3 separate regions of the Sus scrofa genome follow, and regions 2 and 3 are each linked to region 1. The links are chromatin contacts, called in public HiChIP or PLAC-seq maps. All regions are on one chromosome and are shown on one strand. Each heading gives the region's core, a stretch centred on a gene start, on an enhancer-like site or on the middle of the called end of the contact. The rest is flanking DNA. Distances are from core to core; before and after follow the strand shown.

Region 1 (3,803 bases), core at 872-3,371:
CTATAATCACAACTATTTGAAAAATGTGTTCATGAAGAAGATTGGATGAGAATAGAAAAAAGAACCATAATGTGGCTAGGATTTTCAAATTTAATTTTATCTTCTTTGTCCCAAATTCTTTGTATGGTAAATTGTTCAGTTTCTTATCCTGATTTGAATTATGAGGTTAAATTTGTTGAAATTTTGTCAACTATACTTTGCTAATGTAATACTGAAACTAAGAGATTTCTTGTGGGGAGAAGCACAGTCTAAGTTTTCTTGACTTTATCAGAGAAACCAGGCCAAATCCATATTTAGCAGTGAAAGGATAGATCTCATTTTATTGATGGTGATTATCAGAGAAAAATCTGTTTGAAGAGCTTTGGGAACTTTGTTCTATTCAGAGAGGTACTCAACAATCCAGATGTACGTCTAAAGTTAGGTAAACTTCTCTAGCCCTCTGGCCTTGTAGGTTTCCCGAGTACAAATTTTCATAAGAGATTTTCTATTTCGTCTTTATTTTTTTCAAAGGCAAGAATATTGGGAGAACAGCTCTTTTAGCACTATTTCTTCTGTAACATTTCCCATGTTGGGGGAAACTTTAAGCTAGAAAATAAAAATTAGAAGTCAAAAATGTATATCATGCAAAAATAGTTGAAATTCTTGGAACATCAGAAAAGGCTGGATTTAGGACAAATTCAAAGCTAACTGTGAGTTATTCACTTCTTAAATATTTTTAGAATTACTGCATCCTGCAAGACAGTAAAGAGTACAAAATTGTAATAAACAAATTATTAACCTGTACAAACTGTACAGATATATGCATAAAGCAAATGGAGAGGGTCAAGGGACCTTAAAATGACCATCTTTATACAGCCTGACTTAAAGTTCACATCGCTGAAAATAAAAAGAACGTTGAGATGGAGTGAGGAATAAAAAGTCAAAATTAGCCCAGCACTCAGTTTATATTTTGGGAGAATGATGCTCAAATTTCTGTTACCAGCCCTGGCGTAGTTGTTTTCAGAAAATAACAGATCTTTGATTTTAATAGTTATTAAAGATCCTGCAAATAGACTACTTTTAGATCTTCTTTCTTGTCAATGTAGCAAAGAGTAAGAGAAACTGGAAAATAGAGTGTTAGTTCAGCTGTTGCCAGTTTCTTTGTGAGCACATTCAAAAAGCAAGAATTACCGAAGAGCTAACAGCAGTAGTGTCCTATTACAGATGGTTTCCTATTGGATGTCCTGCACTGACATAGATTTGCTTCAGCAGAAACATAGCCTTTTTGCTTATGCTGGGGTATAAATTTAGCATAATTTTTACATATATATATATATATACACACACATGTATATATATATATATATATATATATATATATGAATGTTTCTGTTCTCATTTAAGTGTGTCACACTTCCTATTTTGAAGCGTCTAACTTAGTAAGTGGGGATATGTGGTTTGGAAAGCTCCGCACCTGATTCCAGTGCTCAGCCAGAGTGGAGAACAATAGTTCTGGATAATAGCTTAAGTATTTTTGCTTTTCGAATTATAAACTCCTGGTTATCCTTGTTTTCTTCTGTCCATGAGGATAAATGAAATGATTTTTAAAAAATGGGATCTCCAGTAACTTTGTATTCCTAATATCTCTCAGAGTGTCTGGCATGGAGCAGTTATTTAATAATTTTTTTAAATTAAATAAATTGAGGTGGTGAATAGTTGGTTCAATGAAATGTGGAATGCAATGCTTTGCTAGCCTGAGGTTTCCAAATAGTGCAAGATGTCATTTGTAATGCTCTTTTAAAGATGTAGTGGATATAAATTATGAGGCCTTTTTAAAAGGAGGCACTTTTCTCAAAAATAGGATATGAATATAATAGGGGAAATACCTAGAATTAAATGTGATCTCTTCATGTACTTAAGTCCAAGAAAACCTTTGCTTTTTAAATTGCACCACACGGTTCCCATTTTTTCTTGATGAACTCCAAAATAGAGTACTTGGGGTCTATATTTTCTCAGTTTGTAAAAAAGATTTATGAAAAATAAAAAGGAAATATCCTTAAAGCATGAAGTAGGAGCATGAAAATATTAAAAGGACATTCTGGGTTTAGATGGCCCTCTTGTGGCAAAAAGGTCAAACTACCACGAGTGAACATAGTGCTGGGAACCTCTTGATTAGGGCAGGCACCATGGCAGACTTTAATAGTAAGAGTCAAGGTCAAGCAGACGAATGAGAAATAATCCATTTTCACTTTTCCTCAGGGACCTCATCCAAAATTAATAGATATAAAACAAATAGACAATAACAAAAACTTATCTTTTTCCATCAGCTGTATATAGCTACTAGGTGAATCTCTAATGATCAAAGAAATAGCTCTTGGAAACATTTTACAAAAAAGCTATCATTTTCTTTTTTATACTTTCACTTTTAATAATTTCAGATTAGCATACAAGTTGCAAAAATAGAACCAAGAGTTTCTGCCTATCCTGGTGCACCTAGCTTACCTAAACATTAACACCTTATATAAGCATATTATTACCACTTACAAAATGAGAAAATTAACATTGCTATGCTGCTCTTAACCAGTCTACAGAACTTAATCACATTGCACCAGCTGTCCTACCAATATCCCTTCTCTGACTCCAAGATTGTCCAGTCTGTGACAATGTCTCAATCTCTTTTCTGTCATGACTTTGACATTTTGAAATAGTACTGATCAGTCATTTTGCAAAATATCCTACCATTTCAATTTGTGTGACGTTTCCTCATGATCAAATTCAGGTGATGCGTTCTCAGCATTAGTACAACAAAAGTGATGCTTTCAGTGTGTCATATCGGTTGGTATGTGATGTCATTACGGGTGATACTAACTTTGTTCAGTTAAAGTGGTGTTTATGGGGTTCTTCACCATAAAGTTACTGTTTTCCCTTTGGTAATGAATAAGTGTATCACCATAATTTAAATTAGATATTTTATCATAACTAGTATCATACATGCATTTTCTTTCTTGTGGACATTTTACTAAAATGGGGTTGTAATTTTTATCCTGAACTAGCAATGTTTTCAAGTTATTTTATGGTTCCTTTGCTAATTACCTTTTCCCCTTTGACCTGTAGACATCTATCACCAGTCTTGCGCTTTATTTTAATTTTAATTTTTTTATTTTTTCCATTATAGTTGGTTTATAGTATTCTGTCAATTTCTACTGTACAGCAAAGTGACCCAGTCACACACATATATACATTCTTTTTCTCACATTATGCAGTTTAAGTTGTCCATGTTGACTCACCCCTGTGCACTTAATGACTTTGTAGGTATGTCGAGAGTACCAGCGTGGCAATTGCAACAGAGGAGAAAACGATTGTCGGTTTGCCCATCCTGCTGACAGCACAATGATTGACACCAATGACAACACAGTCACCGTGTGTATGGATTACATCAAAGGGAGATGCTCTCGGGAAAAGTGCAAATACTTTCATCCTCCCGCACATCTGCAAGCCAAGATCAAGGCTGCCCAATACCAGGTCAACCAGGCTGCAGCAGCACAGGCTGCAGCCACTGCAGCTGCCATGGTAAGTAGAGACCTCAGCTCAATCCTTGCTAACAGTCAAAAAAGCAAAGTGAACAACTGTATCTGACTACAAGCTATTCATTTATTAACCTTTTTCTTTTTTTTTTAATTTTTGCTGAAAATATGTTTGTTCAGGTATCCCAGACAATACAAATGAAGTTACCATTCACAGAAGTGAGGGTAACTCCTCAAATGGTTCAGATTGCTCCTACCCTTGGCCTAACTCTTAATTCTCTGTCTTATTCTGGATATAGG
Region 2 (3,946 bases), core at 1,319-3,818, 150 kb before region 1:
GTGACATTTTTCAGAGGAAGAATAAGACATACCTAGAGAGAAGTAGAGATTGTAGGATAGAAATGAGGGACTAAAAGGATAGTGAATGGGAATGAAAGGGCATGTGTGCTGGGGAAAGGTGACAGGCTTAGAGTCCACAGGATGTAGCAGCTGCTTAGATGTGGATGCTAGCGGTGATGGGAGGTATTAAATGTGATTTTAAACATATAGTAAGAATTTGTAAAACCTTTCCTTCAAAATTTCTTATTCCTTAATTGTTAATGGTATCTCTGTTCATCATATTGCTACTTGTCAGCTCTTTTAATATAAAAGAACTGTATTTTAAAAATCAGAGTAAAACTTAAGACTTAACATTATATTTTATCAGGGACTTAACTTGATGAAGTAGAAGATACATGTTAAATTCTTAAAATGGTTCATTTCTGTATCAGGCTCTTTGAAAGCCCTGGATCTGGTGAGCTGTAGAATATCATGTAATTCTTTATCCCAAATTGGTAATTCTAAAGTAAGAGTAATTTCGTCTTTAGGGGTACATTGTTTTTTGCTGGGAAATGTCTCATTGCCAACTAAGCAGTTCTAGTTCCCTGTTAAGTTCATGCAGAACACCGGTGTAAACTATCCTCAGTGATAAACCAGGTGGCAGATAGATACATGATAAAACAAGTTTGCAATGTGCTCAATGTGGCTGACATTTATACTTCTTAGACCTTGCTATTTTAGGGAAGGTATCAGTGTAACCATGATATTCTTTTTCCTGGAAATAAAGATCCTTAATCAGACACTCTTATAAACAGAATGATTTACATATGGGAATAAATAAGCAGTTGCATTAAGTTAACAGTTACCTAGGGTTGTGACGATAGTTATATTTCAAATAAAACAGAAAGCTTTCCAGGAGTGCTTATAGGCCTGTTTTCATAAGGTCCTTATATGCTTTTTACAATTAAATGGCTTAAGGTAGTTTAAGCAGAGAATGTCAGAATGATGATAGTATTTAATATACATAGAGAAATTCTCATGAAATAAAGACAATTTCCAAGAAAATTTCTATTTATAAATATTAACCACTTATTTAAATGATCGACAGCCACAGAAAATGATTTTAAATTTGCACTGTTTGTGTTTTTAAATGTAGCATGTTTATATGGAGCTAGAGAAATTAATGTTAATGGTGTTTTATTTTGCCTGTTTAAATGACTGCTGGTATTATGTGAAAACCACAATTAGCACATGCCTTTTTCTACTATTAGACTTTTTCTTCTACTTTTTCTTCTTCTTCTATTTTTATTTATTTATTTTTTGCCTTTTCTAGTTTTGGTCTTGGCTATAAAGATAAAGTGAAAATTTGTTTTATTGAATCATAGATAGTGCTTAGAAAATATTCATTTTAAAGTAGCTAAGATTAAATAGTATTAAAATTAGAAACTCTTCTTTGCCTTCTCTATTTACTGGGCCAGTTTTAACTAGACACCTTTACTCCAAATTATTTTGAACCATTATTTGAATTTCATTGTTCAAACATTTCAAGGGAAGCTGCATCGTCAACTTAGTGGCATTCAGATAAGGCAGTTGGTCTTCAATACCCCATCCAGAAGACTTTGAGACATTTGATGAGTGTAGTGAAAGTGAATAGCAGGGAATACAAAGCAAATCTTTAATCCAGGTGTGGAGTCTTTCTGAGGTGTTGCGGGACCTTTCCAAAAATTAATTTGGAATATCCAGTATTTGAGATGATTGAAAAAAAATGTATGTACTTCAGATGAAATTCTGCAGAATGCTTTCTGGGAGACCACATTTACTGAAAATTGCCTGAGGGAAATGACTGTCTCAGAGAAATGTATTTTGAGGACTGGATTTTAAATGTAAATACAGTTTTTGGAGCAGTTAATGTAGGAAGAGATTATTGTCTGTTTCTCAATAATGGATTAAAGTTTACTATGTGCTGAGGTCTTTTCACTTAAAAAGTTATTTTCCTATGTTAACAATAAGGCGACACAGGGAAATCAGTTTGTTCTTTGTGTTCTGCTAAATATCAAGTAATAAACATTTTGAGCACCTATTAGAATAAAGGGTTGGTAGTAGGTGGAGAGGAGGTTCTAAAGGAGGCTTTCTTAGTTTCTCTTCTTCTTTGACCTGTGATTGAGTTGGGGGGAAAGAATTGAGAAGTTAACAGGACGATCAAGTGTTGGCACCATGCAATTGAGTACCAAAGGAGGAAATTCAAAGAAGGAAGTCTTTGTGGAGCTGAATGATTAGGGCATGCTGTGTAGAGGAGGTGACATCTGATGTAGGCTGAAGATTAGGCACTCTTCGCAGAAAATGGAGGGAAATGGTATGAGCTGTATGAGCAGAACGAGGCTTTGCTGCTGTATTTGAGCATCTTTACGTGAGACATTGCTGGCTTACATTCTTTTCAGATAAAAACCCCCAAACAACAAACAACTTGTTCACAATTAGAGAACAGGCTTGTGTGGCAGGAATCATCATCCTCTTGATAGAGATGAGGAAACTGACACTCAGAGAGATTAACCTACTTGCCCAAATCCACACAGCCTGGTGAACAGCCGAAAGAATTGAAGCCAGATCTTTCCTCACTTTAAAACCAGCCTTCTGTTTCCCGTTTATGACTCTGCTGAGAATGAATGTCACAGAGTTATGCTACAGTAATTTTAAAACTTCACCTATACAACTGACATAATTCAAGAAGGTGTAAATTTAATTTAAAAGGTTGGCAAATGCATTTTCATCCTTTTGCTTTGGCATTGGATTACAAATGGTATTGAGTTTGACAAATGTTTATAATCTTTATTTCTTAGGTTTATGAAAAAACAAAGCAAAACAAAAAACACAGCATGCCTCCTGTCTTTAGCAGCTATGGTTTTGGGCATGCAGCACTGTAACCTGCTATAATATTGCATATGGCCATCTGAGATCCTCTCAGAAGAAGCTTTTCAAAGATAAGTTATTTTCATGCCAATAACATATGCCATAAAATTTTCACCAAGAAATGATAGAAATACCTCCAGAGCATGTGGCTAAATTTATTTATCATTCTCATGTGGTCATTTTATGCTTTCATGTTATATCATTTTCACATACCAGTCTGTACTCTTTGTCACTATGTGGAGTAGCTTATGACTTTAAAAAGACAAACTATTAATTGAAGACTTGTTCTCTTGGAGACTTGTCACTTGCTAAAAAAATTCGTCTCTTCATAGAGCTATTTTGAATGTATACCAAATAAAATTATATATTGTTTAGAGAAGGAATGTGGAAGAATTGTATTGCCATTGCTTTTGGCCTCAAAGGAAGGCAGTGTTATTTAGCAAGTATTTATTCGGTGTAATTGTTCATGTGCCACCTCTCATGCTTTATCCACCTATCAGGATTAAGAGGTAAGATGGGCTCTGTTCTTGGAGTAGTTTCCAGTGTAGTGTTGGAAATATTCACAAGTAATGTATGAGCAAAACAAAGTGGGCACAGGAGGAGCCAAGAATAGGCTGCTTGTGGGCAGAGTGTGGAATTTGCCTAAAACCATCCAGTTGACACATTAACTCTTTACATACTTTGTATATTGGAAAAAAGGCAAAATCAAACTGTAATTTATTAAAATTACATGATTTGATATTTAAGGCATTTATCTTTTTGTTTAGTTATCTGGTGAATGAGCATGTGCCAAATGTAGGGTCATTCTAGACCAGATAGAAGAGATTGATTCGTTTTAGATGTTGGCACTTTCGGAGAAAGGTGGGGATGTACAATCATTTGAAGCTTCTTTATACTAACCCTCTGATTGGGAGATTAATACACTCAGTATTGACAGTAAGATTTCAGAGCCTGAAACTTTTGTGTTAACAGAAAAGGAAAGTCCATAAGAGAGAGGTGCACTATATTTAACTTTAGTGACAAAAGGTTTTAGATAGGCACACGAGGCCTTTTTTCTTCC
Region 3 (3,798 bases), core at 1,076-3,575, 230 kb before region 1:
CTGCAGCTCTAGTTCAACCCCTAGCCTGGGAACTTCCATGTGCTGCGGGTGCCAGAGCCATAGCAACTCAGGATCCGAGCCATGTCTGCGACCTACACCACAGCTCAGGGCAACACCAGAGCCTTATCCCAATGAGCGAGGCCCGGGATCAAACCAGCAACCTCATGGTCCCTAGCCAGGTTCGTTAACCACTGCTCCACGATGGGAACTCCTCATATTTATTTCACATTGACAAGTTATGTGAAAATCTGAAAAAGCTCAGGCCCTACTTCGTGTTTATGTTTGATGTTACAAATAGATGGAGGAGACAAGCCTCTGCCCTGTACAGCAAAAAGTTGCTGACATCAAATATGTCCATACAATATAGACATGCCACTCAAGAGTCTTAAGCATTTACATTCTTCTTCAATCCTCTGTTACCTTAAGGACCTGGTTTGGGGGAGTTTCTGATTGTTTTGATTGTTTTGGTTATGTTTTTGCTTTTGTTTTGGTTTTGCTTTTAGTTTTCAATCTATAGAGTGAGTCACAGCTTCCTAAGTAAAGAGAAGATTAAATTGTTAATGTTTAAAAAGAACACTAAATTTAAGTACTCTGCTCACCTTCCTGGAAGTCTTAAGGGTGTGGTAAACAGGGAATGGATTAGGGGAAGGTCATAAAGGCACAGAGGCATGCTTTGAGTGTCATTTTGTGAGATTGTTGCAGAAATGAGCCCTCCCTGCATAGGCTAAACTGAGACATTGCAAAGTTGCTGAAAATGCCCCTAAGAAGGTCAAGATGTCAAACATGCAGTAAACAAGAGGTGGATCTTGGGTTAGGGTCATGGTTTATGTCAAAAGACCTGAGTGCTCACTTTGATTCAGCTGTAACCATCCGTAACACAGATTCTCAAAATGGAGCACATATATCTGGATGAAATATAGAAACATAGACTGCTGAGTCCTGTCTGCAGAGTCTGTGATACAGTAGGTCTGGGTTGAAGCCCAAGAATTTTTAGCATATCTTCAGGTAATGTCAGTATTTCTGATGAGACCACTGAAGAGGAGTATATGAAATCCAGGACCATGTAAGGAAAGTAAATGTGAGGAACTGCCACAATAAAACATGAAAGAGCTTGCAAGAGAGAGAGAGATGCTCTGTATGGAGCATTCACATTGGAAAGAAAATAATAATAGTAAGAGTAATGGTAATCATTGTAATAAATGCTATTCTAGGTAAACTAAAAGAATATGAGCCTGATTCATCCTGTTTGCTTCTTGAACTTGAAGATCTCATAGGGTCCTTCTGTATAATATTAAGATTCTAAATACTCCAATTACAAACTTGATTATGACTTTATTAAATTTAGTCTCTACATCTTGATAGCAGAAAACTTAAGTTCATAGGGGGAAATGACTATGGGAAAACTACTGTGAAACATCTCAACAAGACATGCTTTTTAAAAATAATTGCATGCACTTAGGAATTTATGGGTAGGCTTCCACCTGCTAATGGAAACTCAGGAGCAACTAATATAAGTCATTGGCAATGAGTGGCTTGCTGTAATAAGTACCCAGTTGTTGGGATGCAAGGAAAAGTAACCAACATTTATTAGGTGCCTATGGTGTGTTACGATCCCTTCTAGGTACCCTTTGAATGTTGTTCTCATTTATCTTTACAATCACTGCATAAGACAGTATCATTAAAACGTTTTATAGTCAAGGGGTCTGAGACAGAAAAATTAGAAAACTTGCCCAATGTTACATATTTAGTAAATGTGAGATTTGAGTACTAAGGTCTGAGTTACTTAGATGACCATTTTGGTTTTTATTACATCACTGGCTTTCTCTCAGCTGGAGAATTGAGAACATGGAAAGGGTTGTCTGCATTAAACCACCCTTGTTCTACTTTCCAATCTGAAAGTAAAATTACCGAATTCCCCTTTTTCTTACAGTCAAATACCACAGTCACCACTGTCCTAGAAGAAAGATTATCTGTTTATGTATTTCATCAAAATACTCTGGAGAAAGTGGGGTAAAATGCAGAGAACTGAATTTTTAGGGCCCAACTAACCTAGATTTAAATCCTGTGTTCATTGCTTTTGCCATTCTACTTTCCTGGGTATGTGAATAATCAGACAAATTTGATATAACTAAGAATTAAATGACACAAGCATAATCCCTGCCATTTTGCAGATGTTACAGAAATATTACTTTCTTCTGCTTTGCTCTGAGTAATGTTATAAGCCAAAACGCTCAGAAAACGTTTTTACCACTTGTTACGGACTCTCTTGTTTTTCTCGATAGTCCCTTATCTTAACTCGTTGACTTTTATTTCCTGTGCCACTGGTCTCTTCCGCTTTGCAATGCCTCTAATCTTTTACCAAGCAAAAAATGTCTTTTGTCTCATTACCTCCTTAGAAAATACATACTCACCAAGATCTGAACTTTCCCAGGAGAAACAATGCTGTCTGAATGTAAATTTTAAGCAATCTGAAATTGCACATGCATGATTATACTTCATAATTTCATTTTTTTGTATTTATATTCTTTTAAAATTAGTTTTAATCTTTCCTGATAATAAAAATAAGCATGCAAATAAATAAATAAATAAATAAATAAATAAATAAATAAATAAAATTTTGAGAAGGGAGTTCCCATCATGGCTCAGCAGAAATGAATCTGACTAGCATCCATGAGAACACAGGTTTGATCTCTGGCCTCGCTCGGTGCTAAAGATCCAGCGTTGCTGTGAGCTATAGTTTAGGTTACAGACACAGCTTGGATCTGGCATTGCTGTGGCTGTGGTATAGGCCAGCAGCTACAGCTCTGATTTGACCCCTAGCCTGGAAACCTCCATATGCCACAGGTGCAGCCCTAAAAAGACAAAAATAATAAAAATAAACATCTAAGTGTAGAAAATGCTAAAAAATACAGACATTTGTTTTAAAAAGCAAGAGCCTACAAAATTCTGCAATCCAGGAATAAACCTACATTTTCAATATTCTCAAATATTTTCTCACAGGATTGCACTTTATGTATGTGTGCATGTATGTATGTGTGTGTGTCTGTGTGTGTTTGTGTGTGTTTATAACTGGGATCTTATAGCTTATTTCACTTAGAATATCATGTTCTCTTTCCTTTGCCATTATAAAATAATTTAATAACATAGTTTTTAATGGTTGCATGTTTCATTATATAGCTATCCCTACCTTTTTACTTGTTTGTTTATAACCCCCCATGAAAGGAGCCATGATAAAAATATCATTCAAATTAAGGTATAATACATGTTCAACCTCACAATGGTTTACATAATAATTTGGAGAAAGAGTGTACACCTAGGATTTGGCAACAGAATAATTAAGTATAATAACAAAAATTTAGTATCACTGAGTCACTCAGGAATGGTTTTATAATTTCATGTTATATATTGTTATTAAAACTCTCATAATATTTTGAACAGACATGACATTTTTGTTATTTTCTAGAAGGCAATCGTTTTCTATAAATATCGGTTGGAGGAGTTCCCGTTGTGGCTCAGTGGTTAGTGAACCCAACTAGCATCCATGAGGACGCGGGTTCGATCCCTGGCCTAGTTCAGTGGGTTAAGGATCCAGCGTTGCTGTGAGCTGTGGTGTAGGTCACAAATGCAGCTGGGATCCCCCGTTGCTGTGGCTGTGGTGTAGGCCAGCAGCAACAGCTCCGATTGGACCCTAGCCTGAGAACTTCCACATGCCCTGGGTGCAGCCCTAAAAATAAATAAATAAATAAATAAATATCTGTTGGAGTAAATGAAAATATAAATGACTTTAGTATCTTTATG

Evidence for each region. HiChIP or PLAC-seq counts read pairs in DNA pulled down with a chosen protein or histone mark.
Region 2: a contact with region 1 is called in an H3K27ac HiChIP or PLAC-seq map of alveolar macrophages. The contact joins two enhancer-like sites. A contact is called at or near these places in 4 of 47 Hi-C or Micro-C datasets (embryonic fibroblasts, epiblast stem cells and retroperitoneal adipose tissue) and 2 of 2 datasets of contacts at active chromatin or transcription factors (alveolar macrophages and skeletal muscle).
Region 3: an H3K27ac HiChIP or PLAC-seq map of alveolar macrophages shows a contact between it and region 1. The contact joins two enhancer-like sites. A contact is called at or near these places in 1 of 5 promoter capture datasets (fetal liver), 18 of 47 Hi-C or Micro-C datasets (alveolar macrophages, blood, embryonic fibroblasts and 10 more) and 2 of 2 datasets of contacts at active chromatin or transcription factors (alveolar macrophages and skeletal muscle).

Annotation. Positions count from the first base shown.
Region 1 is chr13:92,672,165-92,675,967 of Sscrofa11.1, forward strand. MBNL1 (muscleblind-like protein 1) reads left to right here. Exons shown (of 13, transcript XM_021069664.1): 7 at 3,292-3,549. Among named protein-coding and RNA genes, the nearest start is that of MBNL1, 180 kb to the left of the region's middle. Within about 2 kb of position 2,122, at least 8 of the 83 cell types and tissues checked have an H3K27ac peak or open chromatin away from gene starts, as enhancers often do. A contact at or near this core is called in alveolar macrophages, where this site is marked.
Region 2 is chr13:92,524,718-92,528,663 of Sscrofa11.1, forward strand. The region is part of intron 3 of MBNL1 (muscleblind-like protein 1); the gene reads left to right. Among named protein-coding and RNA genes, the nearest start is that of MBNL1, 35 kb to the left of the region's middle. Within about 2 kb of position 2,569, at least 5 of the 83 cell types and tissues checked have an H3K27ac peak or open chromatin away from gene starts, as enhancers often do. A contact at or near this core is called in alveolar macrophages, where this site is marked.
Region 3 is chr13:92,438,231-92,442,028 of Sscrofa11.1, forward strand. No RefSeq gene overlaps it. Among named protein-coding and RNA genes, the nearest start is that of MBNL1, 52 kb to the right of the region's middle. Within about 2 kb of position 2,326, at least 11 of the 83 cell types and tissues checked have an H3K27ac peak or open chromatin away from gene starts, as enhancers often do. A contact at or near this core is called in alveolar macrophages, where this site is marked.